Regions from separate parts of the Rattus norvegicus genome. Here all the other regions are linked to region 2. A link is a contact called in public Hi-C data. All regions are on one chromosome and are shown on one strand. The core of a region is the stretch at or near the end of the contact, and the rest is flanking DNA. Distances in the headings are between cores, read along the strand shown. Region 1 overlaps Akap13 (A-kinase anchoring protein 13). Region 2 holds the start of Akap13 (A-kinase anchoring protein 13). Region 3 has its middle 60 kb from the start of Sv2b.

Region 1 (2,700 bases), core at 176-2,675, 93 kb before region 2:
GCTCTGCTACTAAGCAATACAAAATCATGAAGTTACTTAGTGCCTGGCTCCTGCACTCCAGGAACAGTGGTAGACATGCGTCTCAGTAACATATACACCAGCTTTCTACATGTAGAGATGAATGCTCACAGGCTACAGAGAGAGCTGTGACCAGGAGAGCTTCTGTAGAAATTCCTATGCCCCATGATGCCCCTGACTCAAGGCAGATCATTTAAGGCAGACAGGCAGGTGCAGAAGATGTCATCAGAACACAGCTAAGTAACAGGAAGCACTGGTTTGCTTGCACTCAACAGGTCTGTAACGTGGCTGGCCTATAGCAAGTCAGTCCTCAATGTCTGTTGAGCTAAACCCGAAATAGTTAATATTTAAAAGAGGAACCTTAAAATGCTGCACATAAGTTCACGAAATCTTATCCTTTCTTTTCACAACTGACACTGGCGAGCAGGTGGACGAATGAACCTGAGGCTATAAAGACAAGACACTTCCTGCTCCTTGTGGGTCACAGTTTCTTCTTTCAGGGAGAAGACCCATAAAGCTGTACGAGCTGAATAAGCACTGCAGCAAAAGCAGGATCAGGGTCAGAAATGAAAGGAGATCTTGACAGGACTGAGCAAAGCAGACAGAAAGGCTTCCCACAGAGTTATCTCACACAGGTCACTAAGGCACAAAGAACACACATTCTGTTGCTAGACTTCAAGTTTCTTCTCAAACAATGAACTGTCAAAGGTGACAGGGGAGGAGGTGAAAGAAATTACAGACTAAATCCAGTTGTAGGGAAACAGCTGTGAAATCTGAGAAGTTGCAAACACTAGCTGTGACGGAACTTTTACCATGCCATGTAACAACAGCCAACTTGAAACAATAAACTCTGCATCTTCATGAGCTTTTCCTTATATTCAATACTGTCCCCAAAAATAATGCCACAAAATTTAATTATGGGACCCAAATTATGGGAGAGGGAATGCATAGGTACCCCCACACAAAGCCTTCCACTCCACAGTGCCATTACTGAAATGCCAGAACCAAGAGCAGGGCACCTGCCACCACGCAGGATGCTCAAGTACAAGACGCCGACCCTGCAATAAGGCAAACAGTCAACCCTTTCCCGAACGACTGCCAGTTAGTCATGTTACATTAGGAACTGCTCACAATCTCCGTAGAAGGAGCTTAAGGCATCAAACGCAGTCAGATGATAAAATGTAACCTCGAAGGGAAAATTCCCTTGGGGGAAAATGATTAAATTTTTTTTAACAAACAGGAGGCTGAAGTGTGCATGAAGCAGGGGCGAGAAAGATTTTCATACAAAGTGTGCCAAGAACATCGAGAGAACATTCCTCCGAAAAGTCACATTTGCACTGATTCTCGATGGCAGCGGGTCAGAGAACGTGGCAAGTGGAAGGCAAGCACAAACTCAGCAGCAACAAGGAACAAAGTTCAGTCACGAGACACAAACACACACTGATGGGAGGCAACACAACTTTGGAGTGCTTTATATGGGGGATTTGTTTGTTTTATGTGTGGTGTTAAACCACCAGGAGAGGCAAGTAACCCAGGAACATGATTCAGATTTTTAAAAGAATTACAGTTCCTATGTGAGAGAAATACTGCTGGACAGAAATTACCAAAAGAGGAAGGTCACTTGGGAGGCTGTGAATTCCTGCTCGCCCAGGCACACATACCTCCTTCCCATCTTTAAAGACCTTATTCAAGTGCTGAGGAGGAGAGGCAGTTCTCTATTCCTCCAGCTCATCCCTACTTAGCATGCTTGCAGTGCAACCTGCTCCAGTCCACCCATGAAAACACCAAGTGAAAAAAGCAACATGTCACAGAGGAAGGAGCCTCTAGTCACAAACAGGTGGACCAATCTCTCCTCCTAGAAACTGCGGTCCACAGTCCTGCTATTTGCCGCTTCTTGGGCAAGTCTTAAAAGAGCTGTGCCGAAGGCCGCTACAGCCAATGCTGCGTGCCCTCAGAAGCAGTGATGTCGGATACACGGAGCAGGGTGGAGGATAGGGAAAGCTCTATGTGAGGGTGGACATCTGTTCCCCAGAAGCAGGCTGGGACCTGTTACAGAGATTTGTACTGTAAGCCACAACACACACGCACACCCCAGCCTCGGAGCGGAATCCAAACCAACTCAGAAAGACTAAAGTCTGAACCATGAATGGCAAAAGGAAATTGGAGTCAAGAAAGGGGCAAACCTTTCTTTTTGTATCATACAAGACCAGAAAACAAGTTTCTGTTTTAACACTAATGCCCAGGTACTAAGATGAAGAGTCTTTCTCTGAGAAGACCAAGGCTATGAAAAAGGTCAGAACAGAGTCTCTACCATGCACGGTTGATCTCAACTCCAACAAAGGGGTAGGAAAATGTTTCCTGTGGACTAGACAGTAAAAACTTTCAGCTTTGTAGAACATATCTGATCACTCTCACAATTACTCAATTCTCTTTTTGAAACAAGGACAGGCTGGCAAATGGCTTATGTGGTAAATCCGGTACTTGTGGGAACCTTGCTCCTTAAACCTCTCCATCTCTTCACAGACCTTTGCCGGATCCACAGAACCCACAGGTTGGAAGAAGAGAACTATCCTCTAGCTTCCATACTTATAATCCCCCTCAAATAAATTAGTAAAATTAAAAAGCTACAACCCGGTTTCAATGAAATTTTGCTTCAGAAAACAGATGGTAGGCAGTGATTTA
Region 2 (2,700 bases), core at 48-2,547:
AAGTTTAACAGACGTCATAGAAATACAACTGAAATTAACATGAAATAACAGGGCCATTGTGTTTACTATGAATGATACTTAAGCTAGTTCCTCTCTCGGAACTAAAACAGCTCAAATGCCAGTCAACGAAACGCAGGCAGTGGAATGACTCCACCGAAAACTTGAGAAGGCAAGTGCTTAAAACAGTTTGTAAGTCCCCAAGAGATGAAGGTGTACAAAAGTGACACTGGTTTATCTCAGAGTCATCTCGACTGATAGGAACTTTGTTACAGACAATGAATGACCTTTCAAGAACTGGAGCGATTCCCCTGACCAGGGGCAATCCAAAGGTTTAGGGGGGAAAAAATAAGTGGTTTCTGGAAATCAAACGGATAGGACATAATGAGGGTGGTAACAAGAAAAACAAACAAACAAAAAACAAAAAAAAAAACAAGGCACATCACTTTGTATACCTGCCCAAGGCAATACACCCTCAAAATAACTTCATTATTAAGTGGGAAAGCAAAGACTGAAACACTAAAAGATTGCTCAATCCATTTTCATTGTTAACTCCTGAGTTCACAGTAGAGTCTAGAAACATAATGTGACCCAGTATTTCAGCTGAAAGATAGACACTTTCTTAGTGAGAAATAAAATGAGGGTATGTCTCGCACCCCAGTTAAGTGTCAGCGAGCCTACTTACGAAAAGCAGCGATTCGCTAGTTCTCAAAGTACTTGCAACTAGGGCTCGGTGGCGGAGCAGCCGAATGCACCACCCTTCCCGGGAGCCAACCGCGCCCCCCCCAGCCCCCCGAGAAAGCCCGGAAAAGCCCCCAAAGGCGACCGGGACCCGCAGTGTTTACCCTGCTCGACTGCCCCGGGGAGCTGCTCGCTCCCTTGGCCGCACACTCCGTCCGAGCGGCGCGCCCCACCGAGCAGCCGTCTCTCAGACCAGAGTCGCACCAAGCGCCACAGGAGCGGGCGGCAAGGGGACGAGGGTCCGAGGAGGCCGGGATCGGCGGCCGCGCCACCCACCCCTGGCTGCCCATGCTGTGGAGAAGGGTCCGCCACCCGCGTCGCGCCCGCGCGCCCCCGCGTCCCGCAGCTCGCGCGCGCGGCCGAGGGCAGCCGAGGGGGAGGGGCGGCTGCGCGCGCGCCCCCTCCTCAGACGCCCAAACTTCCCTCAACTCCTTCAACTAAGTTGCGCTCTCACCGTGCGGCTCCCCGGGCTCCCCCGCGGGCCGAGCCGGAGCAGCTCCGCGCCTTGGCGGCGGAGAAGGACAATAGGCGGCCGCTCCCTCGACGGCGGCGGTGACGGCTGGAGCAAGGAGCAAGCACGGCCGTCTCGACCGATCCCAAGCGCTTAGCAGCAGCAGCAGCAACTCCGGCTCCGCGACCGCCCTGCACACAGCCCTGCCCACCCGCGCATGCGCCGCCTGCGGATCGGGGGTGGGCGGGGCAACAAGCCAAGCCTCAAAGTTTCGATTGGACAACTAGACTGCCCTTCACATTCTGTGAAGCCAATAGGAACGCTTCTTGGCAGTTGGCTCCGGTTGCTAAGGAACGATGAGGTTGACCGCCACTGCTGCCAGGCGGCAAAGTGATCAAAGTCGGGTGGCTGGCAGCAGCTGCTGGGGAAATGCCCACCCACCTTCTCCTATCCGCCCCATCTCCGGAAGCCACCCTTCCTCTGTGCGCCTGGTGCTTACCTAAATCAGAGCACTTAACATACGTTGACTCTAAGACTCAATGGAGTCTTCTTAAGAATCCAAGGTGGAGCGACACAAAGTACTCAAGTGTGTTGGATGGGTGAATGGTCCGTTGACAGGATGAAGATTGTCCAAGTGTATCCTGTGACTGTGAGCTATTCATTCACCACAAAATCATTGCCTTTGAGTTGCCATGGACTTCAGCAATCATCTAGTGGCTTCGGAGAAACAAAGTATGGATATGTGCCAATGGTGACCCAAGAGATTACATTAATTGGTACAAAAAGAAACTTCTCTTTGATAGTTACATATTGTAATGTGTCATTAAGGGAAAACATGCCTATTACGTCAATCTATTTTAATGTTATTCTCTTCGGTCAATAGAAAGTTGAAAAAACACCGGGGTTATGAATATTAAGAAATATGAGGTTTTCTGTGCAGCTCAATATTAATTTATAGTAGTTGAAGTAAGAAAAGTGGTTTCCTAGGAGGAGAAAGGTATTGACTGGGAAGGAACAGAATGGAATCCCTGCCATACTGGCTTTGCATTTTCATGTTAAAAACATATGAAATCAAAAATATCATGTGGATGCACCCCTAAGGTAACTACCCCATTGGAAGACAAGGCTTAAAAGGAGCTTTTGACAACTGATTGCCACTAGGAAGCAAGAGTCAGTGTCCTTTAAGTATTGGACCCGATCTGGTCAACCATGCTCCACTAGATGGCACCTACACATATATGGACAGTACAAGTTGAACACAGTGGATTGTAAGTTTTTAAAGAACAAAAGGAAAATAAGAAGTTGAGAGGAATGGGGGTGGGTGAATGTGACCAAAATATATGAATGAATAAAATGTTCAAAGAATTACTTGAAAAGATTAATTTCATATAATTTCAAAATCAATTTTAAAAAAATAGTACATGATATGGACCTGCAAAAAACTGCAAGAATGAAAGTCATTGTCATTTGGGGAGTTTGAATCCAGGCAAAGTCACTACCATCACCCACAT
Region 3 (2,700 bases), core at 151-2,650, 100 kb after region 2:
CAGCTTTGAGTAGGAATTTTGTGACATTTAGGCTGTAGTTGTTAGAAGCCAGAATTTCCACTTACTAGGATCTCAACCTTGATTGTAGACTTGCGTAGCTCTCTCTACTGTCCCATGCCTACTTGGATCAGAGAGTGTCACTGACCAGGTTTCTTTGAGCACGTTGCTGAACTTTTGATATTCATCTTCGTCCAATATGGAAGATGAATACACGCCCTATAGACTTCGTTGCTAGCCCATCATGTGACTAAACCGTAGAGGGCACAAAAGACTGCGTTGTTTATTCTCGAGATACACTCTCAATATTTAACTTAACTCATTCCGTGATGTCATACCATTGGCAGTGAGAACCAAAGCCCCTCTCTTTTGCTGTCCCCCTTTCTGTGACAACTCCCTGGCTCTCCCGAAAGATACTCCTTGATTCATGGATGTCACCAACTGCCATCTGGGGAAACTGAAGGCACGATGCTTTTGAGTTTGGGTTGTCATTGATAATTCTACCACACGGTGGCGCTGCCGAACCAGGCACTGCTGTCACTGGCGCCATTTCGATCTAATGTCAGGCGATCTCAGTGAACCAGAGAAGACCTTTGTGTAATTAAGGGTGATGAAGCAGTTCCTACATCCCATTTCATTCACCTGGACTGATCAGTCTGCTTTTGTGTGTGATGGAAACGAAGCTGCAAGATCGCTCTGTGTGCAGGAGAGATGCCCCCACCCCCTTTTTGATCCGTATACCAACGTGGCACAAGCTAGAACCATCAGAGGAGGGAGCCTCACTTGAAAAAAGGCCTCCTTAGGATCAGGCTTTAGGCAAGTCTTTAGGGCATTTTCTTAATTAGTGATGGATGCAGGAGGACCCAGCCTGTTATGGGTGGGAGTATTCCTGGGCTGGTGGTCCTGGGTTCTGTCATAAAGCAGGCTGAGCAAGCCAGGGGAAGCAAGCCAGTAAGTAAGTTGCACCCCTCCATGGCCCCTGCATTCGTTCCTGCCTCCAGGTTCCAGCTTTGTTTGAATTCCTGTCCTGATGACTTCCTTTCATGGTAAACTGTGATAGGGAAGTGTAAGCCAAATAAATCCTTTTCCTCCCCAACTTGCTTTGGTCATGTTTCTAAATCGTGGAGGACACTATCGCTATTTAAGTCTGACTACAACATGCCCACAGCTGAGGTTTAGTTCCGGCCTCTTGTGCAATTTCTCTGGTCTTCAAGTTCGCATTCAGAGCTCTGTGATAGGGGAGGGGAGAGTTCTTTGCAAGCGACAGCTAGTGACGACCATGCTCAAGAAATTGACATTCTTCTTTCTGGCTGTTGCTTTGCTGGTTCCTGCCACAGAGGCTGTTGTGCAAGAGCCGGCACTGACGAAGGCTTGAAAACACTTGTGGGCGGCTTCTCTGCGTATATGAGTGCTTGGGCTTGGAGCTTTCTGTTTAAACTCCTGTGATGGAGTTCAGAAGCAGTAAGTGCTGGAGGACTGTTCCAGAATCATCAACTGTGTCCTATTACCTGTCTCTCAAGCCAGAACCTGTGTCTTCAAGGGTTGGTTAAGAATGACTGCAGTCGGCCGACAGGAGCCGGATGTAGATCTCTCCCGAGAGACACAGCCAGAATACAGCAAACACAGAGGCGAATGCCAGCAGCAAACCACTGAACTGAGAATAGGACTCCCGTTGAAGGAATCAGAGAAAGAACTGGAAGAGCTTGAAGGGGCTCGAGACCCCATATGTACAACAATGCCAAGCAACCAGAGCTTCCAGGGACTAAGCCACTACCCAAAGACTATACATGGACTGACCCTGGACTCTGACCTCATAGGTAGCAATGAATATCCTAGTAAGAGCACCAGTGGAAGGGGAAGCCCTTGGTCCTGCTAAGACTGAACCTCCAGTGAACGTGATTGTTGCGGGGAGGGTGGCAATGGGGGGAGGATAGGGAGGGGAACACCCATAAGGAAGGGGAGGGGGAAGGGTTAGGGGGATGTTGGCCCGGAAACCGGGAAAGGGAATAACACTCGAAATGTAAATAAGAAACACTCAAGTTAATTAAAAAAAGAAAAGAATGACTGCAGACAAGCATGGAGGTATGCATTTGCAACACTCAGGAAATTGAGGCAAAAGGAACTTGAGTTTATGAATTAGCTTAGGCTATATAACAAGACCTTGCCTCAAAAGCCAAGGGTGCACATGCTTGAGTGCGTGTGTACACACACACACACACACACACACACACACACACACAGGAGCCTACCAATGGGTAGAAAGGACACAAAGAGGTACTTGAGAAAAGTAGCTTAACCCGGAAAACAAACCCAGTTAGACAAGTTGTTTAACTGTTTACACCATGACTCCATGTCAGCTGCTTTTGTTTGTGCTTCTCTCTTGTCTGAGTTGAGTCAGCATTGCATGGTGATGTTTCAGAACTGTCTGTCACACACGAGGAAGTAGTCCCATAGGATTGGATTAGCCCTGGAAAGTTTCTAGCTCTTAGTGACATCATAGGCATGCTTGTGATGCTGCTGGTGTAAAAACCCTACTGTGCTGCCAGCCATAAAAAGCACAGCACACACAGTTATATACACCACATAATACTTGATAACAATAATAAATAAATGTCAGTGCTGTTGGCTGTCGGTTCATCCTTTACTGTACTTTGCTTGCTTTTCATTGTGTGTGTGTGTGTGTGTGTGTGCGTGTAATGTATG

The links. Hi-C and Micro-C count contacts between places; a contact is called where the count stands out from the background.
Region 1: a contact with region 2 is called in a Hi-C map of liver, with 5 times the contacts expected there. The contact joins the enhancer-like site here to the promoter of Akap13 in region 2. A contact is called at or near these places in 2 of 12 Hi-C or Micro-C datasets (the A7r5 cell line and liver).
Region 3: a Hi-C map of mammary epithelial cells shows a contact between it and region 2, with 2.2 times the contacts expected there. The contact joins the enhancer-like site here to the promoter of Akap13 in region 2. A contact is called at or near these places in 4 of 12 Hi-C or Micro-C datasets (the A7r5 cell line, the Rat2 cell line, Schwann cells and 1 more).

What each region holds. Positions count from the first base shown.
Region 1 is chr1:138,815,721-138,818,420 of GRCr8, reverse strand. The region is part of intron 2 of Akap13 (A-kinase anchoring protein 13); the gene reads right to left. Among named protein-coding and RNA genes, the nearest start is that of Akap13, 93 kb to the right of the region's middle. Within about 2 kb of position 1,425, at least 4 of the 93 cell types and tissues checked have an H3K27ac peak or open chromatin away from gene starts, as enhancers often do. A contact at or near this core is called in liver, where this site is marked.
Region 2 is chr1:138,722,747-138,725,446 of GRCr8, reverse strand. Akap13 (A-kinase anchoring protein 13) reads right to left here and starts at 1,297. Exons shown (of 38, transcript NM_001106271.3): 1 at 1,193-1,297.
Region 3 is chr1:138,621,306-138,624,005 of GRCr8, reverse strand. No RefSeq gene overlaps it. Among named protein-coding and RNA genes, the nearest start is that of Sv2b, 60 kb to the right of the region's middle. Within about 2 kb of position 1,400, at least 17 of the 93 cell types and tissues checked have an H3K27ac peak or open chromatin away from gene starts, as enhancers often do.